Regions from separate parts of the Mus musculus genome. Here region 1 is linked to region 2. A link is a contact called in public promoter capture Hi-C data. All regions are on one chromosome and are shown on one strand. The core of a region is the stretch at or near the end of the contact, and the rest is flanking DNA. Distances in the headings are between cores, read along the strand shown.

The links. Capture Hi-C pulls out chosen DNA fragments and counts their contacts.
Region 1: a promoter capture Hi-C map of adipose tissue shows a contact between it and region 2. The contact joins the promoter of Tnks1bp1 here to the promoter of Serping1 in region 2. A contact is called at or near these places in 2 of 39 promoter capture datasets (both in liver) and 1 of 9 other capture datasets (adipose tissue).

The regions. Positions count from the first base shown.
Region 1 is chr2:85,048,135-85,052,952 of GRCm38.p6, forward strand. Tnks1bp1 (tankyrase 1 binding protein 1) reads left to right here and starts at 2,326. Exons shown (of 12, transcript NM_001081260.2): 1 at 2,326-2,426; 2 at 2,727-2,839; 3 at 3,791-4,421. The coding sequence starts at 2,746.
Region 2 is chr2:84,772,147-84,777,111 of GRCm38.p6, forward strand. Serping1 (serine (or cysteine) peptidase inhibitor, clade G, member 1) reads right to left here and starts at 3,283. Exons shown (of 8, transcript NM_009776.3): 1 at 3,217-3,283; 2 at 2,594-2,668; 3 at 985-1,498. The coding sequence starts at 2,644.

The DNA of each region.
Region 1 (4,818 bases), core at 1,076-3,575, 280 kb after region 2:
CGTGAGTGCGCGGCAGCCGGAGGAGGCGGGGTCTGGGGATGGGGGCGGGGAAGGGCATGGAAAGAACCCGGCGCCTAGCAGCCGGGACCTTAGATTGGGGCGGCAGCGGTGGGAGGGGGTCACCAGGAAAGTTTGCGAGGGCCTGGGGCGCTCGGGCGCTGCGGAGCTGGCGCGTGTGTGCGGGGGTGGAAGGCGTCCGTGCAGTGAGCCAGAAGAAAGCGGGGAGAGGCGAGGGTGGGGCGGGGCCGGGGGCGGGCGGAGCTGCTCGAGGGACCCCCTCCTTGCCCTCACCGGCCCCCTTCCCTAGCTCCCACGGCACGCCCCCATCCACGCTAGGCCGCCCCCACCGAGTCCTCGTCGTCAGTCCTCCGTCTGTTCCTTCGAGGGCTGCTTGGCATCTCGCTCAGTCTTCCGCTGCTGCCGCCCCCTCCTTCTCCACCCTCGTCTGCTCCTCCTCTTCGGCTAGCCGCTCGGTGTCCGTAAGCTCCCCACGGAGGCCCTCCAAACAGCCCCTTGCCCTGGGCTGTTCCATCTTCCTGTTGGCCCCCCTCTTCCAACACTTAGCCCTCCTGATCGCACTAGCTGAACATCCAGTGGTAGACCTTTAGGGACGACCCTGCTTGCCCTCAGGCCCTTCTGAGTGTCTGTCCAGGGCTGGGGCTACATAGCTCCTTTCCATTCTTTGGGGGCAGCCTCTACTCCCAGGGCTGCCTGATTTCCCTAGACCACTAAGAGTGGGGAGTTCTTGAGGTACTGCGATTCTGCAGCTTATGGACATGGCCTTGGTTACCTGGGGCTCCTGGCTGGGGCCTGTGTACTGTAACCGCCTCCCCTGTTGGGGACTCGGAGCCTGTTTTCATCTCTGCAGCTCTTTCTAACCTCAGAGGTGTCCATCAAGCCCCTATCTCAACCGCAGGTGAGAGGGTTTTTCTGTTTTGGACTAGTTTTTCTCCATTTCTAACCACCTTCACCATATCCCTTGTAATAATGTTCAAGGACAAGCAAGCAATCTTGTATATATTTTTAATTTAATTTAATTTTTCTGTCATCTCTCCGCCTTCAAGCGTTATTCACCCACATACAAGGAAAACAGCCCCTGGTAGTTGGCTGATCAGCCTTTTGACATTGACGGAGTTACTGTCTGTACCCTCTTTAAATAAGCTGGGACAGGGTCAAGCGGATGGGGACATCTTTTGCAAAGGCTGGGCACCACAGGTCTCTTAGAATTGAGAACTGTCTTCTCAGAGCAGCTGGAGTGGGAGGGGAGCCTTGAGGTTGGAGAGGGTTGGGTTGCCCTCCAGGGCTCTGTGCATTCCATGTGTTTGGCATGTCTCCCTTGCTCTTGAACCAGAGGAGCAGTGTTCACTAGTCACCACCAGAGCCGGAGGGGGGGCTTGAGAGTGGGAGGGTGCTTCAGCAGCCAGGGTGGGAACTGAGGGGGTGGAAGGCCTGAAGAATTTGAGGTGGGGGGGACATGAAGGAATGGTCTAGAGACGCAGCCTACGGTAGGGGGAGAGGTAGGTAGAGGTGGTTACCAAGGATGCTAGTTAGCTCATGGGAGACACTGAATGGAGTCACATTAATAATGGCCAACTGTTACTTACCACTTCCAGGCTTGGTATTTTGCATGCATTGTTTGACTTGAAACTCATTTAATACTTTTTTTTTTTTTTAAGCAGTATGCCTTAGACTAGTCGCACAGCTCTGAAGTGACAGACCCATTTAGTTGTTAGATCTTACAATATCAGCTCCAGAGGCTCCTGGCACAGGCTACTACCATGTGGCTATCATCTGGTTTAGTTTCTTCTGACCCCTCAAAACTCCTTTAGGGTGCACACCCATTCCTATGTCACAGGCTTTTGCAGGTCCCTCCCTGACTGTCCTGGAAGGGGCAACCCCAGGGAGTTTTCCTCTCAGTTACACCCCCCACCCCACAAGCAATCAAGCCCAGTCTGTCCTCCCTGCCCATCCTGGGCCGGCTCCTCCTTCCCCTTGGCTAGGCCCTGGAAATCCAGTGGGAGGCCATTGCTATGGTAACAGGACTAGGCCCTGGCTTTACCTCATCAAATTCCAAGCTGAAGCCAAAACGATTGAGAAATTAAAGGGAAAAAAATGTATTCCAGATGCTTACTTTTTATTTCTTATGTCCCTGTGTTTGGATGAGACAGCTCTTGAGTGCTGGAGGGGGGCAGGGATGTGAAAGGAGAATGGGGGGGGGGTAGGGAGCCACTCCCAGCCGTGGAGGGAGGGAGGAGAATGGGAAGAGGGGGGCCGGCTGTGGGGCGGAGCCCCAGGTTGGGGAGGAGCGGGTTTTTCCCGTCCCATGAGGTGATTCCAGAGACTTGAGAGTTTCTGGCCTTCTTGCTCCGCTCAGAGTGGACACCTCTAGTGGGGCTCCCTGACCCGAGAGGGTTGCCTCAGGAGCTGTAAGTAGGGTATCACAGGACGGATCCTGGGGGTGGTGTGGGTGGAGGTGGCTCCCTCCTGTGCTGGATCACTGAGGTTCAGAGCCAAGGGTTGGAGAGTCGTGTCAAGAGTTGAGGATGTGGCTGTGGGAACCTTCCCGGCCTCCCCCTGGAGTTCGCTCTTCCTGTCCCACACTGCCTGGGTTAGAAATAGACTTCCTTGGCTAAGCCTGTTGCCTTTCTCAGCTTTCCCTTCTCCACCTCTCCCTTCCCTGGGTCTTCAGTCACTTCGGCCGGCTCACACTGCTTCCTATTTCTCAGGCAGGGTGTGCCCTATGTGATGAAAGGATCCACTCTCAGGGAAGGCACAGCCATGGCTTCCCCACTGCCCCAGGATATGGAGGAGGAGCTGGCGCCTGTTGGCTCCGAGCCAGGTACCAATGGGTGCTGGGTGCAGGGTGGGGCCGTTGGCTGGGAGGAGGGCCGGGGGTGGGGTGGAGGCTGCACCCCTCTTCCGTCCCGGCAGGTAGCTGGAGTGACAGTGGAGGTGAGAGGCAGTGAGTCTGAAATGAGTGCTCACGGGCCTTGGCATCTGGTGGGAGTGAGGTAGAGCCCCAGCCGGTATGGAAGCAGAGCCTTTGAGACAACTCCAGGGAGCCTTGGAGGAGGAGACACTGAGGCACAGAAGGAGAATGGAGTGCCCTTCTTTCTCCCTGTCTAGACTTTTTAAATGCTTAGCTGAATGAGTGGGTGATACAAGATTCTATTATAGAAGGTTGTGGCCGTGAGTAATTCCCAAGGTCTTTTATTTGGCATTACAATGCCTTATATAGAAGGTGGATTTCTGCCCTTGTTTTTTTTTTTTTTTTTTCCTTCTTCCTTCCTGTGGCAGATTTACTTCTGTTTGACATAGGTCAATAGAAAGCTTGCATTCCTGATAATGAACTGGATGACTGAGGTGGCAAGAGGAAGAGGTGCAGCAGGGTGTACAAGGGGAGCTCAGCTAGGGTCAAAACTTCACTATGGAAATGTGGTGTAAAGAAATAGGGCTCCATCGGGTTCCCAGGCTGACAGTATGGTGAGGCCAGGCAAGTGGGTATGCTTATCTGCTCCATTCATTCATTCGATAGGAACCTGTGTTAGGAGCAAAATAGGATGCTAGAGGGATAAGGGGTCAAAGCCCACGTTGTAGGAGTTTGGAGAAGGTAGGCTATATAATGGGATGTGAAAAACCAAGGAAGCCTTCCTGGAACAGGCGGTACTGACTTGCACCTAGAACGATGGGTTCCAAGGTTGGAGTGTGGAAGATTCGGTGCAGCAGGAGTCACAAGAATTTATGTCTCATGGTTCTTCTGACAGTTCCTAATGAATCCTTCCTTCCGAAGGTGACCCACGAGCCAAGCCCCCTGTCAAGCCCAAACCCCGGGGCTTGCCCAGCAAGCCAGCTCTGCCTGCCAAACCCAGCCTCCTGGTGCCTGTTGGGCCTCGCCCTCCTCGGGGTCCCCTGGCTGAGCTGCCTTCTGCCCGGAAGATGAACATGCTGGCAGGACCTCAGCCCTATGGGGTCAGCAAGCGTCCCCTCCCGTTTGCACCAAGGCCTTCAGCTGAAGCAACCGCTGGAGGAGACGTTACCCAAGAGTCTGGGAAGGAGGATGCTGGGAAAGAAGACTTGCCCCCTCTCACACCCCCAGCTCGGTGCGCTGCCCTGGGAGGTGTGAGGAAGGCCCCTGCCCCTTTCCGTCCCTCCTCTGAGCGGTTTGCAGCCTGTACAGTAGAAGAAATTTTGGCCAAGATGGAGCAGCCACGGAAAGAGATCCTGGCCAGCCCTGACCGCCTCTGGGGCTCCCGCCTCACTTTTAACCACGATGGCAGCTCTCGATATGGCCCCAGGACCTATGGTGCCCCCTGCCCCAGAGAGGAGGATAGTAAGTCCCCTGCCAAAGGACGGTCCCAGGAGGGGACAGCAGAGATTCCTGCAGAGTGCCAGGAAGAGCATAGCAAGACTCCTGAGGAGAGGTAAGGGCTGAGAAGAGTTTGTATAGTTCCTTGAAGTCTTAAAGGGGCTATGGAGGAAGTGGGCTCAAGTTTGGGTTATCATCTTTACTGTCAGGTTACTTAGGTGAATTCAGGCAAACCCAGGCTAAGGCCCAGAGCATCTCTGTAGCAAATGGTGGAGTTACTTCTCTCTCTCTCTGTGTGTGTGTGTGAGTCTGTGTCTGTGGTGCATGTGTAGTGTTAGGAATTGAACCCAGGGCCTTGTTCATGCTAGACAAGTGCTTTATCATTGAGCTACATCCCCAGCCCACTGTAGTTCTCTTTACAGAGTTGATACGTGTTATGCTAGAGAGGCATACTATTCAGCAGACTAGTTTGTAGTCCATTGAGTACATATCCGTGCTATTTGGAGGAAGGG
Region 2 (4,965 bases), core at 2,033-4,532:
CTGTACACATCCTCTCTGTTATAACAGCTAAAATTTGTCGAGAGCATTTCTTCTACTCCAGGTATTCCAATACCTCTCCTATGCTACCTTATTAAATTGTTACAAACCGTTTGCACAGGATACTCATGTTCTTATTATATAGAGGAGGACCCTGAAATTTCAGGGATTATGTTACTAATGTATCTAATGCCACAGAGCTAATAAATGAAAGATGAATGCAAGATTCCAGCTAAAATTAATGTATTGAAACCAACTGGCTAGAAAGGACCTCCCAGGAGACTTTGAGGCTGTCTGAGGAGGACAGTCTAGTTATCATGCCTGGAGAGTTGGGAGCTACCAGCTATGGTGGGACATTAGGATTTGGGGATGTCAGGAGAAGGGATCTTGTACGTGCAGTCTCTAGGAGTCTTTCTGGAATTTTCCTTGTTGGGGTATGACGAGTGTCATACCTCTCTCTCCACTGCCTGTGGTAATTGGTAATTGCCTTTTCCCAGATGAGTCACTCTCCTGAAGACAGAGGCTTTTCACCTCCCTACATGACTGTGGTAATAAGCCACAGTCAAGAGAGGTTAAGTGATGTCCACGATTTCGTAGCTAGAAAGTGTATCATGTGATTCTATCTTAGGTCTATCTCTGGGGATTTCATCTCTTAGTACCTTCCATTGCTTTGAACCATGATTGGTGACTGGGACCTTATTTTATATATCATTAATGAATCCATAGGGGTTTAGTTTATAAGCAATTGTACAAGCCAGAGAGATAGCTCAGTCATTAAAGGTGAAGCTCACAACCAAAAATATAAGTAATAGTACCTAATTAAATCACTGTTAAATGAAACCATGTTCAAGAGTGAAGGCCTATCACCCCTACTATGTAGCCCATTTTACAGCTTCTTTCTGGAGGCACAGCCTCGCAGAAGGTCTGTGGTTGGTGATCCCCATGAAAGCGTCCCCCTTACAGCCTGGACAGAAGTCAGAGTCTTACCAAGAAGAACCTGTGTGAGGAGGCTGGCAATGCTGAATGGGGAAAAGGCCATGTTGGTCTTAGCCATCTTGGTAGCTGAGAAGGCGTGGTAGAGCTTCACAGAGAAATCTGTCAAAGCCTCTGAGAGCTTTGCCTCTGAGGAGTCTCTGTCTGAATCAGAGCACTGAGCAAGCGGCTCCGGGCAGAAGGGTTCAGTAGTAGCCTGGGTGGGAAGATCTGAGGCAGTGGAGGGCTGGCTGGAAGAATTCAGAGGGGGCTGTCCTGGAGAATCTGTGGGTAGCTGAGCAGCTGGCTGGCTGTGCTGGCTGAAGGACTCGTTGGCTACTTTACCCATGGTGTCATTTGTTATTGTGATGGCTACACTGGTTGTTGGCCAGGTAGAGGGCAGTACTGTAGGCTCTGGGGGACTCCAGGAGTCATCTCTTTCAGGGAAGCTCTCTCTGCTTTTCGCTTGAGCCTCCAGTGGATCCTGGGTGCTGTGGCTGGTAGCTTCGGGATCTGAGAAGGCTCTATCCTGTGGTTCAAGAAGCAGTGTTTCATTTCCTGGTGAGCCACAGTTCCCTCAACCATTCCAAGCAAGAAGAGATGATTGGAACATATCATCCCAGTTGCTCCTGGTATAACCTGGCAGGTGAAACCTTGGACCAACCCCACAATTCCTTCAGAAATAGGCAATGCTGGGGGAATTCTCTGCAGGAGATACGAGGCAATTCTGATTTTGGTTATCAGTTATCTGTGTCCAGTGACCGCCGTGCAAGTAGCTGTTTTCTTGTAAATATCAATTTGTTTTGACTCACTTGCCAGACTAGTGCAATTGTGAGTCTTATTTTAGGACTGTGGATTTTCCAAGAGTGAATGCAGTGCACCAGTGGGAACTGAAAACAATTAGTATTCCAAAAGGAAAGGAAGAGACAGTGGGGGCTAGGTAACCCCTGTCTTCTGGGCCTTTGGGAAGTGGAGACAGGAGAATCTCCTTATGTGGCAGTATATTCAGAAGTGGGAAGGAAAGTGTGTAAAATCCAGATCCCTTGCTTAACTAGACGTTATGTGCTAACTAGCTCCTTACCCAGTGTCACCCAGGATGCCAGCTTCCAGCATAGTCCACTGCTCATCCACCGTAAGCAAGCGCTCACAGTTTTCATTAGTTGACTTGTTATCCCTGTCCTACTTGGCTACCGGGACCACAGTGTTCTTAACCGTGGTGCGGGTCCAGGTCTGTCTGCTAGCTTTCCTCCTTGCATCCCGCTTTCTACAGACCCTAGCTTAGAAGAGACCATCACAGCAGCACCAGGGGTGGAGGGTGTCTGTTTTTCACAACTTGGGCTTGTTCTTCATCTTCCCTTCTATGACCCATCTAAGCCTGGCTGATGGGTCTATGTATTCTCCTTTTTACATAGTGGATTAAGGAAGCCCAGAAAAGGGTCCTGCCCAAGGTCATTCAGCTAACGAACCTTCCAATAGACAACCCAGTCCCTCTAGACCCTGGTCTAACGCTAGTTCAAGACTCGAACTTAAGATTCCCTGGAGAGGCTTCCCTCCTTCACCAAGACCTGAAGAGTTAATTCTCACTCCTACCCCCACCCCACCCCCTCACAGGGGGACCACTTACCCCAGCCAGCAGCAGCAGCAGGAGGGTCAGTGGGGTCAGCCTGGAGGCCATCTGGGCAGCGATGTCAGCTGCGTCCTACGAAGCCAGTTAGCCTCAGAGCCAGCCTTGGAGCCTAGGAGCTCAGGGGTCCACCCCATTCCCGGGCCCGCCCCCATTCCATTCCAGGCCTCGACCCTTCCAGGGTGTGTTCTCTCCTCCTCCCTCTGGGGCAACCTTCTCTCTGTCTCCGCCCTCTGTTTTGTTTTCCCCAAACCGCTTCGCTTTCCCGGCACCGGCTGGCCCTTCTCTCCCTTCACGCCCAGGTCTCGGCCCATCTGTTCAATCTCCCTGCTCCGCTTAACAGAACAATAAGCCAGAGGCTGCAGGAGGAGGCCAGGGCGAGCTGGGCAGCACAGCTCACAGCTTTGAGGGAGGAGGAGGGGGAGGGGGGAGGAGGAGGAGGAGGAGGAGGAGGAGGAGGAGGAGGAGGAGGAGGAGGAGGAGGAGGAGGAGGAGGAGGAAAGCTCAAGTAGAATCAAGTGTATGGAAACTACAGAAATAACAAACGGGATAAGGAGGCTGGAGATCTCCCTGCCAAGCCCTCTTTAACTTTGTGTTCCTCCCAAAGCCCCCTATTACCAAACCTGGTCCAAGTTCTTGGTCACTAGGCAGCTTCAGGACAGACTGAGCAGACAGTCGCAGAGAATCAGTGTGTGGGGGGGGGGCACTCTCAGCTATTGGCTGGTTTAGGACACAGCCCAGTTAAAAATTAAGGATGATTGATTGCTAGTGTGAGTTCCTGTAAATCCGGATGGGACGGATGGGACGAGTCTCGAACTGTGGGCCAGTTAGCCCGGAGTTCCTCTTGGAATGGGGTAGGATGTGACCGGTTGGGATAAGGAAGCTTGAGTGACGCTCTTAGTGATCTTAGTGTTTTGTGGATCAAGATAAAGGCAGAAGAAGCACACAACGTGCCTAAGGTTTGACAATGGATGAGCTTTTTGAGATTAATGGGTAAAGCAAGCCTTTAGAAATAGGCCAAGCCTTAGAAGTAGTTAAATGGCCTTCCATTGCTCTCATTTGGAGATATGCCAGCCTTGGGCCCGAATCTCCTAAAAACCTAATGGCTGCTGGATCTTCCCCATTCCTACACGTAATCACCGGCTCCAGTTTCCAGCCGAGCCCTGGCTTCAACCCCTTAGTTGCACAACAAAGCAAAACAACCACAAAAACCAACAACCGAAACAGAACATTAACCCCAAACCAGCCCCCAAACCAAAAGACCAAATTCTGAGGTACATGTCTTTGTGGTTGAGTTGTCACCATAGGCCTATTGTGGGAGACCCTGGCAAGGAGGAGCCCAGTTAGACTTGAATTTTAAGTAAATTCCATGCAATCTTGTAATATGCTGGTGATAAAACTTTTTGCCATTTGTTTTGTATCTAAAATTCAAATTTGACTGAGCAGTCTGAATTTTTTTTTTGGATCAAACGTCTTCTGCAAAAGCAGGCTGTTCTCCCTGGAAACGCGCTGTAGCTTGTGAAGTTCTGCGACTGTCTAACTGTAGGCCTGACCCTTCCTGCCTTCGCCTCTTTCGGGAAAGTTTGTTTGTAGCTGGAGATCCGATACTCAAGGAGAGGAGAGCATTCATATCTTCCCTCGGACCTTAGAAAAGTCTTCTACCTCGCTCTGTGCTTTTTTTTTTTTTTTGGTTTTTCGAGACAGGGTTTCTCTGTATAGCCCTGGCTGTCCTGGAACTCACTCTGTAGACCAGGCTGGCCTTGAACTCAGAAATCTGCCTGCCTCTGCCTCCCGAGTGCTGGGATTAAAGTCGTGCGCCACCACGCCCGGCTGCTTCATTTTCTGTAACCACTCCAGGAGCTGCTAAACTGTAGGGAGTTTCCATAATCTCAGAGCTGCAGGCAAATTCTACTTTGTACCCCAGGCTCCAACTGATGGCCTTGAGGCATGAGGAGCTGAGGATTCTGGGAAGTGGGTGAGCTACACTAAAAGTCAATACATTCATTGAGTTATTACATCTTTGTGTTTGCCCTGCCATTAACTCTCATAACACCCAGGAAGTAAGTACTAACATTGATCACATCTTAAATGAGGTATTTATTATTTGTATTTTAATGAGGCACTGAATCCCTCTGATACTATGAAGCAGACTTGACATTTTAGCTCTGAAGTTGCCTATGTCAGGCATTTTGGTCACAGAGACTTGACATAACTAGTATAGAAAATTGGTTTCAGAGTAAGATAATTTCTTAACCAAATTTATTCTTGTGCTATGGAGGCCTTTGGAACTAGTTTGTGGAGAGGATAAGGAGGAATTAGGAAGTGAAGGTGAGGGAAATGTTACAATATTATAAATGCTACTTAATGGGCTA